Linked DNA regions of Mus musculus: region 1 is linked to region 2. Evidence: chromatin contacts called from public Micro-C data. All regions are on one chromosome and are shown on one strand. The core of a region is the stretch at or near the end of the contact, and the rest is flanking DNA. Distances in the headings are between cores, read along the strand shown.

Region 1 (7,137 bases), core at 299-2,798, 460 kb after region 2:
TCCTTCCTTCCTTCCTTCCTTCCTTTCTTTCTTTCTTTCTTTCTTTCTTTCTTTCTTTCTTTCTTTCTTTCTTTCTTTCTTTCTTCTGAGGACTCCAGACGCAGCTCTAGAAAACCATGGATAGAATGCGAAGATGGGAAGGATAGGAAAAAAATGAACCGTGTCCTGCTTGAGGGTAGCAGAGCTTCGGACTGGCTTGGGGGCAGAAAGTGCGCTTCTTGCATTACAAGGACCTAGGGAGGAAGCCGAGGACACTGCGGCGGAGGAGAAAGGCTAGCTGTCACCACACCTGTTTGATGGCTTAATAATGAATAGGAAATTGAAAATAAAAAACCCGGCAAATTACAGAAGAGGGAACACAGTTGCTTAGAAGCCTAAAGATTGCCGTCCCAGATCAAGGTTTATATTAATCGTGTAATTAGTTCTGTATGGCGATGCAGGCAGCTGGGTGCTCTGAACAATCTGTACAGTCGCAGGCTGGCAGAGGCAATCTTGCCTGGAGATTAGACATTTCCTGTTTCTGGGGCTGGCAGTGGGTTCGGGGCAGTTCCCTCACGTGGGCGAGGAGTAAGTTCTGGGCAAAAGATACCCAAGACTTGTTCATAGGCAGTGGGCACCCCAAGGTTTTTCTAGATTCTCAGCTCCCAGGCTCCCAGGCTCATGCTGTGCTGCCTGGATTGGCTTCTACCCTGGGCAGAGCCACCCCTGAGGATGACCAGTGCCATGACGGCCGGATCCCCGTCAGATAAAAGTGATTTGGGTAAGGGCCGCTGGCCCGTGGAGGCTCCTGCTCTGGGCGATCAGTCGCGACGGGTCTGCCACCCTTAAGACTCCTCTGGCCGCGGTCCCCTGCCTCCTAGTCGAGGACTTCGGCTCCTCTCCAGACTCCACCTGCTTCCCTCGGAGACCCGACGATGGGCTCTCACGGGGAACCCCTTGCTCCGGGAGGAGGGAGGGTGGAGCGGCTGGAAGAGGCCGCACCGCGAGGCGCCTCCGCCCCCTCCGGGGAGCGTCGCGGGGCGCGGGGGGCCACCGAGTCCCCGCCAGGCTTAGGGCCCTGCCACCGCATCCCACCCCGACGGGTCCGGACGGCGTCCGGTGCTAGAAGGTTCGGGGGGACCCCTGCGGGACAGCCCCGCGTCGACGGCTCCCTAGTCCGCGGTCCGTCCGCTCCCTCTCCCCCACCACCCCTCCACGGCCGGGTCCTCACCGAAGCGGCTGTGGTCGTGGCGGGTGCCGTGCACCGTGCCGTTGGGGAAGATCTCAAGGTGGAAGCCGGTGCGGCAGTAGAGCTGGCGGCGCCGCAGGATCCCCTTCAGGTGGGCGAAGTCTGTGGGCGAGCCGCGCTGCAGCTTCCCCTCGATCTGGCCCAGGCGCTCGTTCAGGAAACCCGGGGAGTCAGCTAAGGGCACGTTCCCCAGAGAGGAGGAGAAGCCGTGCAGGTCCCAGTCCAAGGAGGCAAAGACGCCCCCGACCTCCGCCATGGCGGGGCCGGCGGCGGCGCGGGCCGAGCCGGGGCCCCGGGGCGCGAACTGCCTGTCTTGGCGGCGGGCGCGGGCGGGCGGGTCGGCGGCGCTCGCTTGCTCGCTCGCTCGCTGCTCGGCTCCGCGCTCTGCCCAGCTGCAGCACACGTCTGTTCGCGTCCAAAGAACTTCTCAGCGGCGGGGAGCGTGGGGCAGCGCGCTCCTGACCTTGCTCTCAGTTAAAGTTCGGCTTCCCCTCCGCATCCATCTCTCCTGGCCTCTCATAGCTGGCTTCCTGGAGCTATCAGATGCAAATGGCACTTTATATACGTACCCACTCCCCTTCCATTGACATATTGGATATTTAAATACAAGCCACACCTCACTGGCATCCCCTCAGAGATTGGTGTGTGGGTTCTTTCCTTTTTTCCCCCCTTCTCGTATCCATTTGGCTCTTTTTGGGAGAGGGGGGTGGAGGCGGGGAGCGAGCGAGCGAGCTTCACTCCCTCTTTTATTATGAAAAAAATGGCAGGAAAAAGCTACACATTGCAGTGAGGCATAACTGCTTTTGGCAGGTTTTCTTAAACTGCTGATGAAATAACGGAGCCCAGTACGTGGAGGCCATTGGCGACCACGGCCACGCAGGCTAGTTCCTCCGGGGTCTGTCTGTCGGTCTGCTGCAAGGGCCACCCCCGCCTCCCACGCATCCTCCCGCTGCTCCCCTCTGGGAAGTGCCGGAGACCGGGGCTGGGGGGAGGGAGTCCTCGCGCTGTTGAGCTCCTCTTCTCTGGCCCAAAAGAGGCTGCGGAAGGGGTATCTGGCCCGGGACAGGGGCGCTCCAGCTCCTTTGTTCTGCTGCCCTTTAGTCCCACTCCCCACCTGTAGGTCCACAGGGGTCTGAGGAAGCGAAAACGTTCTGGAAGCCAAACGCAGTTGCAGCTGTAAGGTCTTGAGAGGTGGTGGAGGTCCCTGCAGGCACCAAAGGGTGGGGGCGCTTAAAGGGTCTGGGAGGAGCGGGAAATCCCAGAGGGAAAGAAGACTTTTTAAAAAGGACGTTGTGGCTTAGACATAGAGGGGTGGAGGCTAAGACATAGAAAGCGATCTTTTTGAAAAATGATCTCCATGGATTTCTGGGCGCGCTTTTACAAGGCTCAGGAGAGCAAGCTCTGTGAGAGGCCATTGGAAGCCTGGTGGGGGCTCTCCCCCTATACACCTCTTTTCTTGTTGGAAACAGGTGTTTCCTCGCTCTGTCCTGTGCCCTGTTCCAAGAAACTCTATCAGGAAGAGCGGCCGTCAGGGGTGGGAACTGGCGGCTGCCAGAAAGAGAGGCTGGGTGGAGAGGACCTGGCGAGCAGGTGCCTGCCTGCCGCAAGCCCCTGCATCTCTGCCCCGCACCTGAACCCCACGGTCCCTCTGGGCCTCTGGCGCTCGCCTCCTTCTTCCTTATTAAATGGCGTTGTTGCTTGCAGTTTTCACACGCAGCAGGCGCTGGCCGCCTTCCCAGGTTCTGGTAGTGACTGAACCCCCAATCCTACCCTTCGGCGCCTTTACTGCGCCTCCTGCTGGAGACCCCACCGAGCCACAAGTTCAAATTCAGGGTTACCATAAAATGAGTAAACAAGCCTCCCCACAACTCAGTGCAATTTGAGGCCCTACTCTAAGGCTCCACGTGCACCCTGTGCTCACATCCTGGACCCATAGCAATTCTTAGTTTGGAACAGCACTGTGGCTTGTTTCTGCTGTGCTTCTTTAGCTCAGAGGGACTCTCCTGGGCCAAGCGCAATGCCTGGCACATATAGACACTCAAAGGAAAGATGCTTTCAGCAACAGTGAACACACATGCAAGTTATCATACAGTTTTAATGGACCCCCACACACAAGCAAAAGGTGGAATCTAGAGGCTGGAGAGATGGCTCGGTGTTTAAGAGCACTGGCTGCTCTTCCAAATGGACCCAGGCTCAATTCCCAGCACCACATGGCAGCTCACAACTGTCTGTAACTCCAGTTCCAGGGGATCTGACACCCTCACATCCACATACGAGCAGGCGGAACACCAATGAGCATAAATAAAAATAAATAAAAGAAAAAAGGTGGAATCTAGAGAATGGAGAGCTCAGCGTTGAAAATCAAGTAGTTCTCTTTTAGAGGACCCAAGTTCTGTTCCTACCACCCACATTAGCTCACATGTGCTTGCAATTCCTGAACCAGGGGGTCTGATGCCATCTTCTGGTGTCCACAGGAACACACACACACACCCTACATAATTTTTAAAAATTAAAAATATCTTTAAAAGGGTGGAGTCCTTATTAGAATATGCATTAATGGACCTACATACTGTCTTGGACTTACTTTAAAAATATCTCAAGAGCAAGCCTGTTGTGCTGGCACTCAGCTGTAATTCTAGCACTTGGAGGATTGGGAGTGTGATCCCAACCTGAGTTGCACAGCAAGTGAGAGATTGAACAAGCAAATAAGAAATTGTCCGAACTGAACGCAGTTCCTTGTACTTATAGTCTCAACACTTTGAAGGTGGAGGCAGGAGGATCAGGAGTTCAAGATTAGACTGGACTACATGAGGCCCTGTCCCAACAACAAAACAAATTGTGACACTAGGTAGGGGTCCTGAATCCATTCTGGCCTAAGGTGACTAAGGTGACTTTTATAATGAATGTACCCTGAGGCAAAGATGGGAAGGATCTTTTTTGCAGGATCAGAAGGAGAAAATGGTAGCCAAAAAAAAAAAAAAAAAAGGAACAATTCTTGGTCTAATTGATAAATTGGACTAATTCTTTTAATTAGAGTCAAATTTAAAAATGTAGATGAAACCATTTTGAGAAGCAGGCACTATAAAAGGTATAGATGTCTATGATGAAATAAATTTCACCCACTTCTTTTTATTTTTACATTTATCTTATTAAACACAGATTTTCCCCTCATACAGTATATTCTGATTGGTGTTTCCCCTTCTCGTCCTCCCAGCTTCTCCTCCCCTCTCCTCCACATCTGTTCTCTTTCTGTCTCTCATTAGAAAAGAACAGGCTTCTGAGATAACAACAAAACATGACAAAATAAAATATTAGATGAAGCAAGAACTATCATATCGAAGTTGGACACATCAACCCAACAGGAGAAAAAGAGCCCTAAGAGCAGACAAAAGAGCCAAAGACTCACTTGTTCTCATAGTCAGGAGTCCCATAAAATACTAAGCTAATAGCTGTAATGTATACCTAGAGGACCTGGTGCAGACCCGTACAGGTCTTGTGCTTGCTGCTTCTGCCTCTGTGAGCACATATGCACTCTGCTTAGTTGATTCCAATGGCCTTGTTCCCCTGGTGTCCTCCATCTCCTCTGGCTCTTACACTCTTTCTGCCTCCTCTTCCACAAGACTCCCTGAGCTCTCGGGGAAGGATTTGATGGAGACCTCCATTTAGACTCTCTTTCCGTATATTGTCTAGCTATGGTTCTTGGCATCTGTTCCCATCTGCTGCCAGAGGAAACATCCCTGATGATGACTGGATATATATCAGAATATCATTAGGATTTATTTTAATGATTTCCAAAGTGGATGTTCAAGTTTGCACCCACCAGCAATGGAGGAGAGTGCTCCCCTTGCTCTACATTCTTGACAGCATGAAATGTTATTGAGCTTAGTCATTCTGAGAGGTGTAAGATGGAATCTCAAAGTAGTTTTGATTTGCATTTCCCTGATAGCTAGGGATGTTGAACATTTCATGTTGAACATACAGGTGTTCTGCCTGCATGTGTGAGGGTGTCAGATTCCCTGGAACTCGAGTTGTGGTTATGAGCTGCTGTATGGGTGCTGGGAACCTGGGTCCTTTAGTAATCAATGCTTTTAACTGCTGAGCCAGTCCCCATTTTTAAATTGGACTGTCTGGTTTTTTGATACCTAGTTTCTCGAGTTCTTTGTATATTTTGGATATTAGTTCTCTATTAGACATGTAGTTGGTAACCCCCCCCCCCATTCTATAGTCTGCTGCTTTGTCCAAACGATGGTATTCATTGCTTTACAGAAGCCTTTCAGTTTCACAAGGTCTCATTCATTATTGTTGATCTTCCTGCCTGTGTTATCAGTATTCTATTCAGGAAGTTGTCTCCTGTGCTAATGTGCTCAAGGGTATTCCCCACTTTCTCTTACATCAGGGTCAATGCTTCTGGGTTTACGTTGAGATCTTTGATCCACTTGGACTTGCTTGTGCAGGGTGATAGATATGGAACTGTTCACATTCTTCTATATGCTGACATCCAGTTAGGCCAGCACCATTTGTTGAAGATGCTGACTTTTTTTCCAATGTGTATTTCAAGCTTCTTTATCATAAATTAGGTATCCATATATATGGGCTTATTCCGGGTCTTCACTTCAATTCCATCGATCCACACGTCCATTTTTATGCCAATTCCACAAGGCTTTCATTATTATAGTTCTGTAGAACAGCCTGAAATCAAAGATGGTGATACCTCTGGAAGTTCTTTTGTATAGGATTGTCTTTTTTTTTTTTTTTTCCGAGATATAGGATTGTTTTAGCTATCCTGTTTTGTTGTTGTTGTTGTTTTTCCATATGAAGCTGAGAATTGTCCTCTCAAGATCTGTAAAGGATTGTGTTGAAATTTTGATGAGGATTGCTTTGACTGTAGATTGCTTTTAGTAGGCTGGTCAATTTTACTATGTTAATCCTAGTGATCCATGAGCATGGGAGATCTTTCCATCTTCTGATATCTTCTTCATTTTCTTTCTTCAAAGACCTGAAGTTTTTATCAGACAAGTCTTTCACTGGCTTGGTTAGAGTTACTCCAAGATAGTCATATTATTTGAGGCTATTGTGAAATGTGTTGTTTCCCTGATTTCTCTCTCAGTCCATTTGTCATTTGTATGTAGGAGGACTACTGGTTTTTGTGTTAATTTTGTATCCAACTACTTTGCTGAAACTGTTTAACAGGTGTAGGAGTTCCTTGGTGGAATTTTTAGGGTCACTTATGTATACTATCATATCATCTGCAAACAAAGATACTTAGACTTTTCCTTTTCTAATTGGTATTCCCTTGATCTCCTTCAATTGTCCTATTGCTTTAGATAATGAATAGGGATGGAGAACGTGGACAATCTTTTCTTGTTCATGATTTTAGTGGAATTGCTATGAATTCTTCTTCATTTAATTTGATGTTGGCTATAGGCTTATTATAAATTGCCTTTATTATGTTTCAGTAAATCCCATGTAACCCTAATCTCTTCATGGAGTTTATCATGAGTGGGTGATGAATTTTGTCTAAGGTGGTTTTCTTAGGGAATGAAATGATCATATGTTTTTTTTTCTTTCAGTTTATTTATATGGTGGATTATAGTCACTGATTTTTTGGATATGCTGAGCCTGCATCCTGGAATGAAGCTTACTTGATCATGATGGATGATCTTTTCTATGTATTCTTGGATTCAGTTTGCAAGTAATTTAATGAGTATTTTTGCATCAACATTCACAAGGGAAATTGGTCTGTAAATTTCTTTCTTTGTTAAGTTTTTATGTTGTGTGGATATCACAGTAACGATAGCCTCATAAAATGAATTGGACAATGTTCCTTCTGTTTTTATTTTGTAGTATAACTTGAGGAGTATTGGTATTAACTTTTCTTTAAAAGTCTGGTAGAATTCTGAACTAAAACC
Region 2 (7,794 bases), core at 312-2,811:
TTTCTACTTGCTTTGAAAAGGTAATCGTTGGTTTTGAACACTGGTCAGCTGGCTTACGAGTGGGGAAAAGACGCTACGGGCGGGACAAGGAAGAGCTAGGGAGCAGGGCGAGGGGGGGCTGCGAGGGCGGGGGAGCAGGGCGCGTGGCTCAGGGCACGTGGGGCGGGGGGCTGCGAGGGGGGAGCAGGGGGCGGGGCTCGGGGTGCGTGGGGCGGGGCTTGGGAGCCGTCAGCGTGGGTTCCGCAAGAGCATCAAAGTTCAAGATGGCTGACCAGGAGTCGGATGCGTTTGACCAGATTGTCGAGGAGGAGTCGTCCTCGGATGAGGTAAACTGCCCTACCTAAACTGAAGGGTTCGCTAAGCCCCGAAATGTTAAATCTGTGAGAGGTACTCCTGGAGAATTTTAAGTAAAACAGTCTTTGTTATAACTACGAGGCCCATTCAGTTGTGAGGACGTGAAAGGGCCTCATTTGGTAGGCCTAATTCTCTAATCTTCGTAAGCGGTCGGCGGAAAGATGCTACTATCAACGCTCTAGAGCTAGGTACCAACGAGATGGGATGTAATTTTGTGAAGTTACCCTGATAGGACTTGTCGCTAATTAATGGGCCTGGTTGTGTCTGATCCAGGTGTCCTGGCAACCTTTTCGAAGGCGGAAGAGAACAGGGCTGTTGAGAAACGTAGGAACGGGATTCTCGGACTCGTTTTAAACCAGAGACTGTTAACTTCGTAATTCTAAGGGTAGGGGAAGTAGAAGCCATGGCGTGAACCTCGTGAACCTCGGGGTACTCACGCCCAGGGGCATTTGTGGAATTCAGAGGTCATCAGACTTGTCATGCCGGAAGAGCGTTTAACCGCTCGAAACCTCTCTTAGCCGGTCCCTATTCTGAAAATATATATATATATATGGGAGTGGGCAATCTGGGAGACAAAAAAGAGTCCAGTTTCCACCCTAGAGGCTGGAGCCCCTCAGACCGTGAGGACGTAGGGAAGCCGGTGCTTTTGTAGGCTAGACCAAATCCCCACGTGTGAAGAACCGGATCTACTGCAGTGGCTTTCCCCCTTCGAGATGCTTTCATGCAGTTCCTCAGCTTGTGGTGAGCCCCCAACCATAAAAGTATTTTTGTTCCTACTTTATCATTGTAATTTTCTTGCTGTTATGAGTTGTAATGTAAACAGCGTATGCGACCCCAGTGCAAGGGTGGTTCGACCCCGAAGGAGTCGCAACCCGCAGGTCGAAAACCTCTGGTCTATTGGGTAGGGTTCCCAGATTTGAAAAAGATTTCCTAATGCCCACTTAAATTTGGATGTCAGCTAAGGAGCAACTAATTTTGCAGTATCAACATGGCCTGTGTGCCGAGGTGGTGATACACATTCGTTGTTAATGTGATATTCAAATGGAACGGGCTGTCGCGTTTGCCAGAACCATGTTCACCCAGCGGCCGAGTGGAGGAAGGGCCTCTGAGGGAATTCCAGGAAACTCCGAGGACCAGTGGGCATTAAGTGGGAGTGAGGATGGTCGGAGGGGAGCTGGCGCTGCATGGCGCAGAGTCGCTGAGCATCGCTAGGGCGACTTCCTCCGCACCTCTCCACCTCCGAACCTGCATGGGCCCCGGGTAGCCAAGTCCACACAGGTGGGGGCTGGCGGCTGGGAAGCAGCCCCGGCCGGGGAGCTGCGTGCTAGGACCGCCTTCCATCCCCCACAGGGGTGGAGCCAGACCGAGGTGGAAACCGCCTGCAGCTCTATCTCCGAGGTTGAGGAGCCGCAAGAGAAAATGGAGCCGGCCAAGATGGCGCCTATCAAGAACGCTCCGAGAGATGCCTTGGTAAGCGCGCGCGGGGAGCAGGGCCCGGCGCACTCCGTAGCATTGGGACCTGTGAGACAGGCCAGCCCGAGCGCTTGCCGGGGGAGCCCGAGCGCCTGGCGGGGATCGCGCGCCGTTTGCAGCCGGTAGACGTGGCTGGGAAAGGGCAGTGGAGTCCCCCTGTCCCTGGGGCTCCGTCCTTGCTCCTGGGGAGCCCCTCCAAAGGGCTGCCGCGGGGCTTTGTCTCGCTGGCCCGAGGCCACCCCCACCCACAAGTCCGCAGCCTCCTCGCTTCACGAGGATTCCCTGACTGCGACATGGGTTCTGATGCTAGTAGCTTCCCTCGCTGACAGATCCGAAAATGACAGCCAGCTGGACCCACCCCTACCTCTGCCTGGAAAGCCGGTAAAGGCCATTCTTGTGCCTTTGCTCCCACCCTTGCTAAAAGTTTTCAGCAAGAACATATGCCTGATTTTGTGTGATCACTGATAGGCAAACACTGGGAGAGGCACAAGGAGGAACGGTTTGCTGCATATAAAAATATGCCTTCCATCCAGCCTTGATTTCTTTCACTTAACATCGCGCATTCCGTCTGGCATTTTGTCTTTCTTTGAATCCACAGGTGATGGCACAGATCCTGAAGGATATGGGAATCACAGAGTATGAGCCAAGGGTTATAAATCAAATGTTGGAATTTGCTTTCCGTAAGTTAAATAAGTGAATACACCCAAAACCTGACCTCATGAATTAGAGAAGCTCGTTTGCTATAACACTTTAAACCAAAAGCAGTTGTTACTAATCTAGAGATGAGTAAAGCACTAAAAAGGAGCGCAAGTTAAGGGGTTGTAGTATTTAGATATGGCATGTCCGCATAAGTAAAGTATGCGAATAGGACAATTAGCGATTAAAACCAAAATTCATAAAGGTTCCAGAAATTAGCGGAACCTTTAAAAACCAGGGAGCATAAATAGTAAGGTGCTTTTAGGTTAGTCTTGGTTATGCATACTGTAATCTAGCCCTTGAGAAGGAGAGGCAAGAGGATCGGAAGTTCCAAGGGATCCCTTGGCGATATAGTGAGGCCGGTATGGGCTAGTTAAGATCCTGCCTTGAAATCTCTTCATTCGTTTAAGAAAAAATTATTTTGCTCTTAAAGGATATGTGACTACAATTCTGGACGATGCAAAGATTTATTCGAGTCATGCTAAGAAACCCACTGTTGATGCCGATGACGTGAGACTGGCCATCCAGTGTCGGGCTGACCAGTCCTTTACCTCTCCTCCCCCAAGAGATGTGAGCAAACGTTTATTTGCAGTTTTTCTTACTTACACTTTAAAAGGTATATTTCTAATGAGTATTTTTCTCTATTAGTTTTTACTAGATATTGCAAGGCAGAAGAATCAAACCCCTTTGCCGCTGATTAAGCCATATGCAGGACCCAGACTGCCACCTGATAGATACTGCTTAACAGCTCCAAACTATAGGCTGAAGTCCTTAGTTAAAAAGGTAAGGTTTTCTGGACAGGTGTAGTAACTAGTGCCTATAATTCCAACAGTAGGGGTGCTAAGGCAGGAGGATTAGGGGTTCAAAGCTGTCTTAGGCTACATGAATTGCTTATGTCAAAACGGAGGACAGGGGAGTTTTAGTTAGCTTATGGGGTTTTTTTCATTAATTTATTTACTCACTTTATATCGGGATCCAAGCCCCCCTCCTCCCAGTCCCCCCTCACACAGCTTCTACTCCCCACATCCTCCCTTCCCCTCTGAGAAGAGAGAATCCCCTGGGTACCCTCCTACCCTGGCACATCAAGTCACTACAGGAGTGACTACAAGTCTCCCACTGATGCCAGACAAGGTGGCACAGCTAGGGGAAGAGAATCCACAGGCAGGCAACAGATTCAGGGACAGTCCCCACTCCAATTGTTCGGAGACTCAAATGAAGCTGTGCTGTGCTGCACATCTGCTACACATGTGAGGGGAAGGGGTCTAGCCCATCCTAGCACTTTGGCGGTTCAGTCTCTGGGGGCCTCCACGGGTCCAGGTTAGTTGACTCTGTCTGTCATATGGAGTCCCTATCCCCTTTGGATCCCTCCATCTTAGGATTTTTTTTTTTTTTTGTGTGGTTTTTTGAGACAGGGTTTCTCTATAGCCCTGGATGTCCTGGAACTCACTTTGTAGACCAGGCTGGCCTCGAACGCAGAAATCTGCCTGGCTCTGCCTCCCGAGTGCTGGGATTAAAGGCGTGAGCCACCATGCCTGGCTCATCTTAGGTTTTTTTAAAGAGTGGAAGTAATAGGTAAACTTACAGAAAGCCAAATTCCTGTAGATGGCACAGTAAAGGTTAAAATAATTCTTGGAATTTTTTTTTCAGAGCTAGAAGAATTTTATTATTTCATCTAACCCAGTGGGAATTTTTTGCATTGGAGTCAGGGACAAAGCTAGGACTGACTCCCAGATCTGGTAGCTCACAAACTTTCCACTTTGCCATAGCTTTTTGTGTGTGACATCCAATAGTGAGGTGAATGGTATGTCATTCATATCTAGACTTTTTTTCAGACATATGACCTAAGGCTCTCTGAGCACTGAAAAGAGAACTCTCTTTATTGGGCCACCCTTGTTTTCTGAAACTCTGCTATAAGACAGTTTTATTTTAGGCAGAATTAAGACACTGAGTATTTCGGCCATCAGTGGAAAGAGAGGCCCATTGGTCTTGCAAACTTTATATGCCTCAGTATAGGGGAACGCCAGGACCAAGAAGTGGGAGTGGGTGGGTAGGGGAGTGAGGTGGGAGGGTTTGGGGGACTTTTGGGATAGCATGGGAAATGTAAATGAAGAAAATACCTAATTAAAAAAAAGACACTGACTATTTAAAATCCAATATTATAATACAAGTGAGCATTTATCTACCTTAAATATACAGAACTGAGCCGGGCAGCGGTGGCGCATGCCTTTAATCCCAGCACTTGGGAGGTGGAGGCAGGTGGATTTCTGAGTTCGAGGCCAGCCTGGTCTACAGACTGAGTTCCAGGACAGTCAGGGCTACACAGAGAAACCCTGTCTCGAAAAACATATATATATATATATATATATATATATATATATATATATATATATATATATACACACAGACACACACACACATATACGTGTGTGTGTGTGTGTGTGTGAATGATAGTGTTGTATGTACAGATATATGGACGGATGTAAAAACTCCCAATAATTGGTTTTAAAACAGAAGAGTTCAGTCACTCCTCAGTAACATGACAAAAAGAAAAACACAATAAAAGCAAATATTGTTGCATTGGATCATCCAATAATAACCCACATCAGCAGTTACACTTTCACTCTTCATCATGTTTAGGTATCAAATCTTACCATGAAAACTAATGTGTTTTTAAATCCCCTAGGGACCTAACCAAGGAAGACTAGTGCCTAGATTAAGTGCGGTCAGTAGTAGACCAACTACTCCTCCTGTAGGTAAGTAAAGGGGGAAATGGCCTTTCTGAACAGGAAAAACAGCCTCTCAGCATTTGCTTTTGAACCATAACCCAAGTCAAAATGGGAGTCATAAACTCCAATATGTTACCACTGATAAATTTTATTCATCTTCTGGTAAAAATATGAACATGAGTTTTAATCATTCAGTGGAGAAAAAAAAACACAAAAACTGACACTGATGCCAAATTACATTGTCCCATCCATTGTTCATATAAACTGTGATTCCAGAAACTCTTTATTCTTAGCTGTTTCCACCTTCTATGTTCAGGTCTCCAAACACACCCATGCCAGCTACCTACTTATAATAGAACTTAAACAAATGTCTCAATAAAGTGGGTACAGGTTCAGAGAAGTTTGGAATATACGAAAAGTTCAACATTCTTAAAAATAGTCTTTAATATTCCCTATTAAACACAGTACAAGGATCAGCCTGGGTAGCATAGAAAGATCGCATCCCAAAAAAGAAAATCATACTAATTATCCTATATTTGTCAGTGAGAGCCCTTAAAGCTGTGTCCTGATATCAATTTGATAACTCTCAATCACACTGTGGATATTCCTGACATATGGTGTTGCAAGCCTCTTATATTTCTTTTTTTTAAAGAATAGTTTCTTTAATTAATGGTGTTGGAACAAAATGTATAGCCGTATGCAGGAAAGATTAGATTTTTAGCATATATCATATATAAAATTCATTTTAAGATTAAAGATTTAAACAAAAGACAGAAAATTTTATTTATGTAGAAGTACATTCAAGAAATATATCATAAATATAGTGAATATAGTCAATAATAATGTACTGCGTTCTTTTTTCTCTTTTTTTATAATTTTTATTAGGTATTTTCCTCATTTACATTTCCAATGCTATCCCAAAAGTCCCCCATACCCTCCCCCCCCACTCCCCTACCCACCCACTCCCACTTTTTGGCCCTGGTGTTCCCCTGTACTGGGGCATATAAAGTTTGCAAGTCCAATGGGCCTCTCTTTCCAGGGATGGCCGACTACGCCATCTTTTGATACATATGCAGCTAGAGACAAGAGCTCCGGGGTACTGGTTAGTTCATAATGTTGTTCCACCTATAGGGTTGCAGACCCATTTAGCTCCTTGGGTACTTTCTCTACCTCCTCCATTGGGAGCCCTGTGATCCATCCATTAGCTGACTGTGAGCATCTACTTCTGTGTTTGCTAGGCCCCGGCATAGTCTCACAAGAGATAGCTATATCAGGGTCCTTTCAGCAAAATCTTGCTAGTGTATGCAATGGTGTCAGTGTTTGGAGGCTGATTATGGGATGGATCCCTGGATATGGCAGTCTCTAGATGGTCCATCCTTTGGTCTCAGCTCCAAACTTGTAACTCCGTCCATGGGTGTTTTGTTCCCAATTCTAAGAAGGGGCAAAGTGTCCACACTTTGGTCTTCGCTCTTCTTGAGTTTCATGTGTTTAGCAAATTGTATCTTATATCTTTGATATCCTAAGTTTCTGGGACAATATCCACTTATCAGTGAGTACATATTGTGTGAGTTCCTTTGTGAATGTGTTACCTCACTCAGGATGATGCCCTCCAGGTCCATCCATTTGGCTAGGAATTTCATAAATTCATTCTTTTTAATAGCTGAGTAGTACTCCATTGTGTAGATGTACCACATGTTCTGTATCCATTCCTCTGTTGAGGGGCATCTGGGTTCTTTCCAGCTTCTGGCTATTATAAATAAGGCTGTTATGAACATAGTGGAGCATGTGTCCTTCTTACCAGTTGGGGCATCTTTTGGATATATGCCCAGGAGAGGTATTGCGGGATCCTCCGGTAGTACCATGTCCAATTTTCTGAGGAACCACCAGACTGATTTCCAGAGTGGTTGTACAAGCTTGCAATCCCACCAACAATGGAGGAGTGTTTCTCTTTCTCCACATCCTCGCCAGCATCTGCTGTCACCTGAATTTTTGATCTTAGCCATTCTGACTGGTGTGAGATGGAATCTCAGGGTTGTTTTGATTTGCATTTCCCTGATGATTAAGGATGTTGAACATTTTTTCAGGTGCTTCTCTGCCATTCGGTATTCCTCAGGTGAGAATTCTTTGTTCAGCTCTGAGCCCCATTTTTTAATGGGGTTATTTGATTTTCTGGAGTCCACCTTCTTGAGTTCTTTATATATGTTGGATATTAGTCCCCTATCTGATTTAGAATAGGTAAAGATGCTTTCCCAATCTGTTGATGGTCTTTTTGTCTTATTGACTATGTCTTTTGCCTTGCAGAAGCTTTGCAACTTTATAAGGTCCCATTTATCAATTCTCGATCTTACAGCACAAGCCATTGCTGTTCTATTCAGGAATTTTTTCCCTGTACCCATATCTTCAAGGCTTTTCCCTACTTTCTCCTCTATAAGTTTCAGTGTCTCTGGTTTTATGTGGAGTTCCTTAATCCACTTAGATTTGACCTTAGTACAAGGAGATAGGAATGGATCAATTCACATTCTTCTACATGATAACAGCCAGTTGT

What was found. Hi-C and Micro-C count contacts between places; a contact is called where the count stands out from the background.
Region 1: a Micro-C map of embryonic stem cells shows a contact between it and region 2, with 3 times the contacts expected there. The contact joins the promoter of Fgf16 here to the promoter of Taf9b in region 2. A contact is called at or near these places in 1 of 39 promoter capture datasets (embryonic stem cells), 1 of 484 Hi-C or Micro-C datasets (embryonic stem cells) and 1 of 9 other capture datasets (liver).

What each region holds. Positions count from the first base shown.
Region 1 is chrX:105,758,888-105,766,024 of GRCm38.p6, reverse strand. Fgf16 (fibroblast growth factor 16) reads right to left here and starts at 1,548. Exons shown (of 3, transcript NM_030614.2): 1 at 1,211-1,548. The coding sequence starts at 1,484.
Region 2 is chrX:106,213,609-106,221,402 of GRCm38.p6, reverse strand. It overlaps Taf9b (TATA-box binding protein associated factor 9B), which reads left to right and starts at 1,561. Exons shown (of 7, transcript NM_001001176.2): 1 at 1,561-1,824; 2 at 2,426-2,507; 3 at 2,957-3,093; 4 at 3,172-3,306; 5 at 5,207-5,276. The coding sequence starts at 1,774.